Regions from separate parts of the Mus musculus genome. Here region 2 is linked to region 1. A link is a contact called in public HiCAR-type data. All regions are on one chromosome and are shown on one strand. The core of a region is the stretch at or near the end of the contact, and the rest is flanking DNA. Distances in the headings are between cores, read along the strand shown.

What was found. HiCAR-type assays count read pairs that join an accessible place to other places.
Region 2: a HiCAR-type map of fibro-adipogenic progenitors shows a contact between it and region 1, with 2.3 times the contacts expected there. The contact joins two enhancer-like sites. A contact is called at or near these places in 15 of 39 promoter capture datasets (the 3T3-L1 cell line, 3T3-L1-derived adipocytes, the HPC-7 cell line and 9 more), 2 of 484 Hi-C or Micro-C datasets (pancreatic cancer cells and trophoblast stem cells), 3 of 115 datasets of contacts at active chromatin or transcription factors (fibro-adipogenic progenitors, large pre-B cells and trophoblast stem cells) and 1 of 9 other capture datasets (embryonic stem cells).

What each region holds. Positions count from the first base shown.
Region 1 is chr2:125,259,083-125,265,510 of GRCm38.p6, forward strand. No RefSeq gene overlaps it. Among named protein-coding and RNA genes, the nearest start is that of Dut, 15 kb to the left of the region's middle. Within about 2 kb of position 4,984, at least 37 of the 459 cell types and tissues checked have an H3K27ac peak or open chromatin away from gene starts, as enhancers often do. A contact at or near this core is called in fibro-adipogenic progenitors, where this site is marked.
Region 2 is chr2:125,527,719-125,533,929 of GRCm38.p6, forward strand. No RefSeq gene overlaps it. Among named protein-coding and RNA genes, the nearest start is that of Fbn1, 24 kb to the left of the region's middle. Within about 2 kb of position 3,078, at least 57 of the 459 cell types and tissues checked have an H3K27ac peak or open chromatin away from gene starts, as enhancers often do. A contact at or near this core is called in fibro-adipogenic progenitors, where this site is marked.

The DNA.
Region 1 (6,428 bases), core at 3,734-6,233:
CAGACAGGGTTTCTCTGTGTAGCCCTGGCTATCCTGAAACTCACTCTGTAGACCAGGCTGGCCTTGAACTCAGAAATCCGCCTGCCTCTGCCTCCCGAGTACTGGGATTAAAGGCATGCGCCACCATGCCAGGCATATTTCACTATATTCTTAATGCAGAAAATATATGTAAGTTTTGAAGAAAACCCAAATATAGAAAACGAGTTTGGAAACTTTACATTCAAGGTTAAGTTAGGTTCTTGCCAAAATATTGAATAAATTTAACAGCTCTCCCAAGCTTTTAAATCAAAGAATATGGTTCATATGTGGGAGTGAGGTCTCGGCTTCTGTGAAGACCAGACTGACCATGGCAAATACTGCCACCTTGTGGCATCTTACTAAAACAGGGCTGAAGTGGGGATAAAAGCCCCATCATTTCTAGTGTGTAGGTGCTAACTGCTTTCACTTCAATTGTTCTCTTATTAGATGATATAAATGAAACAACTAAGGTAATGGACTACCGCATGCTACCCTTGTGACCTAAAGGGCAATATTTAATATACTGAGTCTGAAAAATAAAGACAGATATAAGAAAAAGTAGAGATGGTGGATCTAACATGCACAGCAAAGAACGCCTGGCCAATGACAGCAGTCACTCTCAGCGGAAGAGAAGTTTAAAGACGTGAGTGGTGATACACACCTGAGATTCAGTACTTGGGAGGTCGAGGCAGGAAGATCCCAAGTTTGAGGCCAACAGAGGCGATCATGCTATGAAAACAGAAGTGATGTAGTCATTAAACAGCAAAGGCAAAGTCCAAATCAGCCAGACTTAATGCCACCAGGGTGGTGGTTTGTCAAATGGGAGAGAAGTCAGGACATGTGACGGGAAACTGAGGAAGTATATTTTGAGGGGGCAAAAGCAAATAGGGATAAAATCCTTACGCTGCATGCTGGGAGATGACAGGTAATAGTGTTGGGGGCAAAAGATGGATGCCACGCCATCCTGTCCCGTGGGAAGCATGTAGTGATGCGATAATAGTGAAAAAGCTGCCTGTCGGCTGCAATTATCTCAGAAGTGAAAAAAAATATATGTGTATATGTGTGTGTGTGTGTGTGTGTGTGTGTGTGTATACACACACACACAGGCAAAGCAAAGAAGATGTCTGATGACAAGCTTCAGAAGGTTAGGTTGAAAGTCCTCATTTCTTTCAGTTAAAGGATCCCAGTGCCTAAGTCCAACCAGCTCTCCCGTGACCTTCCCAGACTCCTTGGGAGGGAATGGTAACTCAGTCTCCTGGGGAAAGGCAGTAAAAAAATGGTATGCACACCTTTTGGGGAGTTTGGACAGTAGCTGAATCTTGCTTCAGATCTTTGATAAGACCCCATCTTTTCCCCAAGTAGACAAAACTGTTAAAGGAGTTGGGCCAGCTGAAGCTAAGGAACAGAGAGGTTGCCTCTCAGTACCCTCAGGGCAGGCTGTGCATTCATATTCCTCAGTGTTCCAGGTGAGCCATGACTGTGTGGACTTTGGACGATGGGAAGAACTGGAGGGGTAAGACATGGATTTTGTAAAGATGGTTTTATTTGTGCACAGCACAGTGTCTTTTGAACATCTTGTGTAGGCAAAATAATTGCCCATTAGCTGTCTTCTTTCTCTTCGAGACTTTTCTGTAGAGCTTTATCTTTCCAACTGCTTTGCCCTGGCACAGTCATCCATGCCCACTCCTTGAAGACTCAATCCTGGGCGTTTGAACTGGAGAACACAACAGGAAGAGAGGGGTCCTTCAAAGTGAGTGAGGAGCCACGTGTGGAACCACGTGTATTACTTTGACCTAAAGGAGCTATTCTGCACACCCTGGTGGACTGCCTAGGGTGAAGGTGGAAGTCCGTTCCTTTGTCTTAGTTTCTTCCAGGCTACCTGAGTAGGAGTTTGCTTAGGCAAGCCTGAAAAGATGCAGGGAGATAGAAGGGACTCTTCAAATATGGATGAGGGGACATCCAGACATGGTAGGGGACTGATGGGAGAAGAGACCAGTGAGAGACTCCCTGCCTCCAGTATTGCCAAGAAACTTGCTTCTTTGAAAACATAGATGTTCCAAGCATGAGTGAAAGTGGTGCAGTAGGTCCCATGTCTCCATAGTTCCAACAGCGCTGTGGTCCCATAGCCTCCCATGGTTCTGACAGTGCTGTGGGTGACGGTGTCCCGTGTCACCCTAATTTTCCCACTCCCAATTCTTCCCCAAATGTTTTGAACCAACCCCCAAGCTTCCTAGCACCATGGTGACATTTTAATCTGTTTGCTGAGCCATTAGTGCTGAGCTTCCTGTCCCTGTCCCCTCAATTCAGACTAATTGACCACTGTATTTCCACACCAGTAGTGCTTTGGGAGGGGATGAAAAGAAAAAAAATACATTCCGGTCAAAGTGGGGGAAGACAAATGACATTTCAGACAGTGCTCTGGGTGCACGGAGCACTTGGAATCCGGACGGTAAGAAGTTTGGTTTCTTCAAAAGCCCAGTTAACGTCGTGTAAATGTTTTTGTTTTAATCCCAGGTGTGGGATATGAGCCTGCTTCAGACTGTCCACAGCCACTAGCAAGGATTTGTCTTGTGTTCTAGATGGTGTATGATTTTTGCCAGCTGCAGATAGTTTACATTTAGAATTATGGGTACTCTTGAGAGGGTATAAATTTGAGAGCCCTGAGAAGGCCCAAGGTAGCCGCTACTCCTGCCTCGGCTGGTCCCTGTTGCTGCTGCTCCTGCTGTGGCTGGACCTTGCTGGTCCTTCCATTTGTGGTTTTGCTATTACTGCATTGCTTTTTGCTTGTTCGCTGGCTTGCTGGCTTGCTGGTTGGCGATATCCTGACTACAAAGAGTGGACTTGCCCCTAGGAATTAAATGTCCCTAATGAGCTGTGTCCCCTTTCCCCACTAACCTTTCTCTCCTACCCAGTGTTGCGGTATTGTAAGGGATAAGGGTGGCAAAGGGTGGTAGATATAAAAACCCAACTAAGTAGCCAAAAAGTAGGATTACAGTGAGTGGGAAGGTGGGGAGAGGAGATCGAAGGAGTTTTGTGGAAAGTTTCAGGAGAGCCTGTGCCCTGTGTGAGTTTGCAGGTTATCAAGAAAGAAGATTCCTCAAGACGTGGGGAGAGCATACAACTGGCATTTAGGTTACAGCTGAGTGTTTCTTGGAAGAAAATCCTGAACACCATCTTTCACATTCGCAGTGACTGATTTCCTTTTCTGTCCCTTTCACAAATCCAGGCTGTAGATGTCCCTGTGTGCACCCACCTGGACACCTCTGATACATGAAATGCAATTGTGCAAGGTCAAGGTTCAGCTTCCCTAATCCTAATTAAAATCTCAGCCGACTCCATTGATCACTTAGGAAACCAGCAAAGGCACCCACCAGTGTCAAAAGCCTGCGTGCTTCCCCGAATTTGAGGGTGGGCACTCGAGGAAGTAGATAGATTTGTTCATCTTCTTAAGGCATATCAGCTGGGATCTGTGGCTGGCTTCCTGCCTTGTCTGCATGCCCACATACATGGTTGGCTATCGCCCTCATGGTCCCCAGTGCCCAGTAGCACTGCTACTGTTTCTCTATGTTTCTCTAGTGCTTTATCTCCAAAGTTCTTGTTCATATTTTTTGAGAAGAAAAATGTTTTTTTGTAAGGAAAGAAAACGACAGTTTGCAATTCTTTTTTTTTTTTTTTTTTTGGTTTTTCGAGACAGGGTTTCTCTGTATAGCCCTGGCTGTCCTGGAACTCACTTTGTGGGCCAGGCTGACCTCGAACTCAGAAATCCGCCTGCCCCTGCCTCCCGAGTGCTGGGATTAAAGGCGTGCGCCACCACGCCCGGCTCTACAGTTTGCCATTCTTAACAGTCTTTTTATCAAATAGGTTTTTTTTTATTTCCATCTTAGGAAGATAAAAGACTATTTGAGAATCAAAATAATTAAATATTTGTAAAATACAATATTGAAATTGTCATCCAGAGAAGCAGTTCTCAACCTGTGGGATGTGACCCCTTGGGGTATTTAACGACCCCGTCACAGGGCTTGCATATCAGACATCCTGCATGTCAGATATTTACATTTCGGTGGGAGGTCACCACAGCGTGAGGCTCTGTGCTAGCATTAGGAAGGCTGGGAACCACTGATGCAGAGGCTTTCATCCAGGTGCCCACTAGATGTCACTTTCTGTTTGCTTTTTAACTAAAAAAAAAAAAAAACCAACTCAATTATAAATTGAAGACTCCCAGTGGACCCAAAGCCTGGCAGAAGATGGGATGTAGCAACATTTGAGAGCAAATGGGCAGGAGTTGTTTGAAAAGTGAGATTATGTCCTTAAGGTTTGGCTGGTTGTGGACTTTGTCTAATCGCCCCCTGGCATTAGGAAGGCCGAGAACCCAGCGGGCCCTGCCCTCCTGCTGTGTTGAAACAAAAATGAAAATTATGCCAAGGAACTAGATTTTTCTTCCATTTTCTCTTTTCTTCTTCCCCCTCCCTATTTTAAGGAGAATGTGGCTTTTTCAAGAATTACCCTTTAATGAAATCACTTACAACATTTTAAGATCAAGTCTTCTTTGTTTGAACTTTCTAACCTTAAATTAAAACTGCCTTAATCTTAATTATCTGCGTGAAATGCATGTAGCAGGGACAAGAAGACTTCTAGAACTTTCCCTGGAGTTGTCTGAGGTAACCCACTTCATGTATTTGCCAAAAATCTAATAGCTGGATTCAGTGAAGGCCATGTCCCCAGTGGTTTTGTTTTGTGTCACAGCTGTTTGTTTATTTGTTTTAAGCTGTCATTGTATTTTGGCTGCACGACGGGTTAAATGCCTCGGTATTAGTAAACGTCGCAGGCCTGCCCACTTCCTGTCCCATCAAGTCTCCCCTTGTAAGAATAACAGTGTTCTTTTATTTGGTAGTGCACAGCGTGATGTTTTTGGCATTCCCAACGTTTTTTTGACTTGCAAAATTGTGTGACCTCGAGTGTGAGAGAGCTGAATGCTTTCCTCAGTACCTCACAGGGTTCCAATCTTCAAACGTTTCCTGGTGCAGATGTGAGAGAGCTGGGAGAGAATTATCAGCTTGCTTTGTCATCACAAACAACAACTAGGAATAATTGTCAGTATGTTCCTGAAAGGATGAAGCCCTGAGCACTTGGACTGCTGCTGCTGCTGCCACACTCTCCCAGCTGGCTCCTCTGGACAAAATGTGGCACTTGTATTTGCAGACATTTTATTCAGATCTTTAAAACATATTGTTTTCAAACCAACAGCCATGTTGGGGCTGAGGTTGCATTGCTACTCACGTGGAAGAATGGAAAAAATATCTGTATTGTGTGATCTTACATACCCAGCTCTGGTCTGCTGTCGGGTGGGTTCTGTAAGGCCATTGCACCAGAGGTCTGAACCAAAAGCCACCAGCTGACGCCATTTAAAATGCACCTGGTCTCTCTATCTCTTGGCTTATCTTTTCTTTTTCAGTAATGTGAGCATTATGACAGTGAGCATGTGGCGGACATCTCCTGCACTTAATGAGTGATGGCTGCTAATTATTTACCTCCAGATGTTGGGAACTAATTATATCCTGAAGAAAACAGATGGGGACAACCCAAGGTATCAGGGAGTACATCTCACAGTCACACCTTGGCTGCTCTGCCAGTGTTCTCAAAGTCTCCACCACCGACAAAAGTCTAAGTAATAGGAACTGGTGGAACTTGGTGGTGATAAAGGAACCTGCCAGCAGTCCTTAAGCCTAGAAATAGTTCCAACAGAGGCAAGCAGATCTCTGTGAGTTTGAGGCCACCCTGCTGTACAGAGTGAGTTTCAGGGCAGCCAGAGCTACAGAGAAAAACCCTATTAAAACAAACAAACAAACAAACAAACAAACAAGGTAGTCTTCTACCAAAGACCTTGTGATCAGAGTAACAGACAACAAGCCTCAAGGGTGATGTGGCAGCCATCATTGTAGCTAAAGCCCAGAGACAGCTGTTAACTCAGTCTTCTTGTTAAGCTTTCCTACGACTCCCTGGCCACCAGGTATGTTTTCTTTTCTAGAACCAAGTCCAAGGAGATTTGAATTGTATTACCAGGATTTACCTCATTTGTACCAAACACACACACGCCCCACAGCCAAGGGGAAGCCCTGCTGAGCTGCCCCCTTTATGAAAATCATGAAGTGTGCTGACACGTAGATACTGGTATAGTACACTTTGCAATCTTTACTTTTTATATGAAGTTATAATATGACATAATGAAATGCAAATTATGTTTTAAAGAAAAAGCCAACGTACATTAAAAAAAATCTAGCTTTCGAGTGAGAAATTGTGAAAACCCACTATGATACTTGTCAGTTGCTGGCAGCCTGAGCTTTGTTGGAGAGTGGTAATGCTAGCCAGGCCTGGGAGTCTACTGTCTGTGTTCTAACCCTGCCCTTCACCAG
Region 2 (6,211 bases), core at 1,828-4,327, 270 kb after region 1:
CCACTTATCAGTGAATACATATTGTGTGAGTTCCTTTGTGTTCCTTTGGGTTGCCTCACTCAGGATGATACCCTCCAGGTCCATCCATTTGCCTAGGAATTTCATAAATTCATTCTTTTTAATAGCTGAGTAGTACTCCATTGTGTAAATGTACCACATTTTCTGTATCCATTCCTCTGTTGAGGGGCATCTGGGTTCTTTCCAGCTTCTGGCTGTTATAAATAAGGCTGCTATGAACACAGTGGAGCATGTGTCCTTCTTACCGGTTGGGACATCTTCTGGATATATGCCCAGGAGAGGTATTGCGAGATCCTCTGGTAGTACTATGTCCAATTTTCTGAGGAACCGCCAGACTGATTTCCAGAGTGGTTGTACAAGCTTGCAATCCCACCAACAATGGAGGAGTGTTCCTCTTTCTCCACATCCTCGCCAGCATCTGCTGTCACCTGAATTTTTGATCTTAGCCATTCTGACTGGTGTGAGGTGGAATCTCAGGGTTGTTTTGATTTGCATTTCCCTGATGATTAAGGATGTTGAACATTTTTTCAGGTGCTTCTCTGCCATTCGGTATTCCTCAGGTGAGAAATCTTTGTTCAGTTCTGAGTCCCATTTTTTAATGGGGTTATTCAATTTTCTGGAGTCCACCTTCTTGAGTTCTTTATATACATAGATATCGAGTGAAAAGGAGCGTGGTTTCGCTCTGCACTGAATGGAGCCTTTTGACTTTGGAGAACCGTGAAGTAAAATGATGGCCAGTCCCTAAGCAATAACTCACATCTGAGTTAGTTCAGTGGGAGGACTGCCTTGCAGATCACTCATTAGTTTGTTCTGAGGTGATATTTAAAAGTAAGAGGGACAAAAAAGTATCTAAACTAAAATTATAGAAAATTAATAAATAGCAGCGCTGTGATTTTATAGAAGAGGATATTCAAATATTTGGATTCAGTTTCTTATTTCTGAGGTTTGCACATTCTGTACAATAATTTAATTAGACTTGGATGGCTTTGATACCTAGTGGGACACTGGTGGTGTGGTTTCTGTATCTCATATATGACATGTGATGATTACAGCATATGAGGTAATGTTATACAATACATAGTACACACGAATGAAGACAGAAATAAACACATACTCACTCAGTACTCAGATTCATGACAGTCAATTTATATTCACGGAGGAACAGATTTTTTAGCTCATTGGGTTTGAAGCTAAATATATTGCCAAAGGATTAGAGCCATATTCCACTTCTTCTAGGCAAATCTCATGTTTACAGCCATAATAGGACTCTTCTCCTATGCACATGTGTGTGCAGTCTGAACTCGTTGATAAGCAAGCACCTTTTCTGAAGATGCCTGAACTCCTCCAAGAGACTAACTGCTTTTCTTCTGAGAAGATTAAATTACTAGGTTTTTTTTTTTAAGAGCCAGCTTGCTTTCTTTTCTTTTCTTTCTTTCTTTCTTTCTTTCTTTCTTTCTTTCTTTCTTTCTTCCTTCCTTCCTTCCTTCCTTCTTCCTTTCTTCCTTCCTTTCTTTCTTTCTTTCTTTCTTTCTTTCTTTCTTTCTTTCTTCCTTCCTTCCTTCCTTCCTTCTTCCTTCCTTTCTTTCTTTCTTTCTCTCTCTCTCTCTCTCTCTCTCTCTCTCTCTCTCTCTCTCTCTCTCTCTCTCTCCTTCTCTCCTCCTCTCCTCTCCTCTCCTCTCCTCTCCTTTCCCCTCCCCTCCCCTCCCCCTCTCTCTCTCTCACATACACACACAAACACACACACAGTCTCACTGTGTAGCCCTGGCTGGCCCTGAAATCAATTTGTAGACCAAGCTGGCCTCAAATATCCAAGGAGCCACCTTCCTCTGCATCCTGAGTACAGGGATTAACTGATTTAATTAACATTTTCAAGTGAACATAGATTATGTAGTCAGAAACACCAAAGCAAAGCTGTGCCTGGGAATATATAATGCATCCATGTGCACAAATGTGGATTCCCAAGTGCGGTAGCAGTGTATTTGATGGGGGGATGCTTGGTAGTACCGTAGAGTATTGGTTAGTTTCTGTTTCGATAACAAAGTACCCAAATTCAGGTACTTGTAAAGAAGAGAAGTTCATATATGTCACAGTTCCAGAGGGCCAAGAGTGCAGCAGCAGCAGCATCCTCTCTGTGTAAGCCAGATTACACCATAGGGGGAGAAGGGAGCCTCGGGGGAAGTGTCAGGCTTACTTAGGACAGCCCTAACCTGTTGGAAGCTCTTCCTCCACTGTAGAATTGGAGGAAGAAAGAAACCTGGAAAAATCACACTGTTGTTACTCAGTCCCAGTGGATATGGTATCTTAGTCTTTCAGTTGCTGGAACACAATACAAGAGACTGCGGAAGTTATAATGAATAGAGACTCGTTCAGTGTACAGCTCTAGAAGCTGAGATGTCCAAGATCAAGGACTCCCTCTTGTTCCATCATAACATAGTAGAAAGCATCACATGACAAGACAATACACAGGGACATGGGATTCAGCTACCACACCCTCCTAATCAACTCTCCTCTACAAGTCTTCAGGGGGGTGGGGGGAGGAGGGGACAGCATCTGTCCTGACCACCACTCAAATGTCCCACCTCTTTAGTGTCATCGAGTTGGCATTTGAAAACCATGGACTGAGTGAAAGCAAAGGCTGCATTCTTTTTCATTGTTGTTGTTTTGTGGTGTGTGTGTGTGTGTGTGTGTGTGTGTGTGTGTGTGTGTGTGTAGACAAAGACTCTCTGTGGAGCCATGGCTGTCCTGAAACTCACTATATAGGCCAGGCTGGCTTGGAACTCAGATCTGCCTGCCTCTGCTTCCCAAGTGCTGGGATTAAAGAGGTGAGCCACCATGGGCGGCCTTTCACACCTCTGCTGTAGAGAACGGGAAGTAAAATCGGCTGTATCTGGAACCCGTGCTCCACACACGGGGTTCCTGTATGGCTGGAGAGGGACCATCATTCAGGGGTAAAGACTTGCTGGAATGTTGACAGTTTCCTTCCCTAACCCTCTGTGACAGATAGCATGCTGTGTGAAGAGCCCGGCACAGCGGGGTGACCTCATCCTTAGTAGAATTCCCTCAAGCCTGCACAGTCACTGTTTAATTTCCAGCCAAGGCAATATCACCCCTCCCAGCCCTGAGCTTCAGATGGAACCCGCTGGGATGCTGCCATCCCAGAAAACATCATGTTCCAGCTTCGCATACTTTCTGCATGTGTGATACAAGGGTCTCCCCAAAAGGGTGGAGTCTTAGCTAAAAGGGGCCCTTAATTCCCAGCCCTTAAGGGGTTCACCATCTTGATCTTGTCGGGTGGTTTCCGAGAAGTTACATTTAAGAAGCTGAGTCTGTCTTTACTCAGACGTTGGCCTCTCTGAATTTAGATGACTAAACTCTTGTAATTTCTTACTCCCCTCTGGTTTGATGGGTGGTGTTTCTGCCAGAAGGAGGTAAGTCGGTCCAAAAGGTTCTCTCTCACCATCAGGAATCCTGTCTGCTGTCCAAATGCCTGATGAGAAAAGACTTGGGGTCAGACACTGGGAGATTGGAAAGCATCTTGGAGACCTTCTGTCATTAGAGTCCTAAATGCATGGGGACAATGACTGGGCAGATGAGTGTGCCAATGGGTAAGTTCTTATCAGACCTGATGCTGCACCCACAGGGCTCACAGTGGAGCATTTTACAATCCATGTTGGTTGGACAAACACACACACACACACACACACACACACACACACACATGAACTAAAGAGACAAAGGAATTCCTCTTCACTGGGAATCAGGAGACTCAGGATTTTAGATACCTGCACACATCAAATGGCTTTGTGTTAAGGTTGATCTCTTGGAATCTCATTTGTCTGTAAAATGGATAGTTTCCTTCAGACCTTCTGTTCTCTAAAATCCATCAAGTTCCTCATCTTTACTTCTTGTGAGATTTCCACAGTGCCTGGGCATGCTGTGAAAGCCAAGGAGGAGGGGCGCCTGGAATACTTTGCAGCTATGTATGGGGCATTCTTTCTGAGCATTTCAGTCCAGGGCACACAGGAGGAAACTTCCAAAGGTGAAGTCTCAACATTTCTGCTGGTCCCCACTGAGTTTGTGTCAAGAAACACACACATACAGAAAGAGAGATGGGGGGTATTTTTACTTCATTTCTGTCTGTTTATGGGGGATTTTCCTGCTGTTAGAGGGTGGAAAAATAAATGATTACTCACAAACATCTACTTCAGCCCAAGACTCACTCTCATCTCCAAGATTCCCACTCCCATTGTCTCATCTCAGCCTCTGGCAAATGTTACTCTAAGCAGAGCCAATGTGGACACCGTGGCACTGAAAAGTTGGCCATGGCTACCCCTCTAGTCTTACCCCATACAGACTTGTTTCTATCTGCATTGGTACATTCTAGTCTCCACACTGTGAAAGTGGTGCCTATGTTTTGAGTGTGGGTATAATGCCACCTCAGTCATCAGAAGTTTTTCTTGTTTTCTCCACCAGGTCATCACATGAATGTTCTTCCTTCAGGTTTCAGTCCAAATGTCAAGGGGAGTTAACTTGCTCTGGTTGTTTGTATAGAAATGGCCCTCAGAGACTCATGTGTTCAAATGCTTGGCCAATAGGGAGTGGCATTATTAGGTGTGGATTTTTTGGAGAAAGTATGGCCTTGTTGGAGGAAGTATGTCCCTGTGGGGGCAGGCCTTGAGGCCATAGATGCTCAAATTAGGCCTGGTGTGATATTCACTTCTTCTGCCTGTGGATCAAGATGTAGAACTCTCAGCTTTTTCTCCAGCACCATGCCTGCCTGCATGCTGCCATGCTTCCCACCATGACAATAATGAACTAAATCTCTGAAACTGTAAACCAACCCCGGTTAAATGTTTTCCTTTATAAGAGTTACCATGGTTATGGTGTCTGATCACAGCAATAGAAACCCTTACTAAGACCCCTACCCTATCTAAAATGGTCCCAAATTCACCTGTCATGATCACATGTTTTGATGTATGAGCCATTGGGTTGGTCCTTCCTAGTAGAAATCATCCTTTATATTTATCTATTTGTTCGTCTATGTATTACCCTTTACATGTGAATCTTGTGAGAGGTATGCCATGTCTAGTCTTGTTTACCATACTATTCTCAGTGCAAGGAACAGCCCCCAAGTGGAGGGGCAGAATAAACAGTTGATGGGTAAGAAAGTGATTGTACAAGTTTCCATGGCTAGTTTAGCTTTGTGTCATAATCCCTGTTCTCTTCTTTCCCCTGAACCACCCAGCCTGAGAAGAGACCTGTCAGTGAACCTCTGAGAGAAGAGAATACAAAGTCTAGGCTTCGGGACAGAATGGGCTGAAAGAACAGCTGGTCCAGTTCTAATTCAAACTCAGAATTAGTGCTCAGCGACTTGCCCAAACCACTCAATATTAGCTTTCGACAAGTCTCAAGCCCATCTAGCTTATGGGCTTTTAACATACATGCCACCTGAGAAAACTCTCTGTTCAGAACCTACACAGATCTCCAGCATATGAATGAGACAGAGAAGAGTCCAGAACTTGATCTCCGGGTCTGTTCTTCCCAACCAACATTTGTTTGAAAACCACTAAGCAGAACAATTATCCATCTCGTTCAAGAGACATTCTGTCAGGGGAGCCTGTTCTCCTATTGAGATAGCTACTAGAAAATTCAGCTGCTTCTTAGATTAAGTATCCATTTCACAAAAGCAGAAGCTGCTCCAGTTCAGGGCTACACCATCAGTTAAAAGACAGGGAGCAGTAAGTAAGGGCCTTTATCCTGAACAAGACATGCATGGGCTCTAGGACCAGCTACAAGGGATCCTCTATAGCCCTAGATCTCTGCCCTGTAAGCAGTACATTGAAGAGCCATTATAAAGACAGTGACAGATTCTATTACAGGGGTCTGCACTATTTTTCTTAGATTTATTAGTGTGTGTGTGTGTGTGTGTGTGTGTGTGTGTGTGTGTGTGTGTGAGTTTATGGACTCTACTGATCTGCAGTTGCCGGCAGAGGCCCAAGCAGGGCAGATGGGTCCCTAGAACTGGAGTTACAGAGTGGTGAGGCACCATGGAACTCAGGCGCTCGGCAAGAAGGGTAAGCTCTCTTAACACTGAGCCAGCTCTCTAGCCCAGATGCTGATTTTAAATAAGATCGGCCTGTAGCACCAAGATACTAATTTAGAAAACATATGATACCCATTTGCTTCTCCCCGA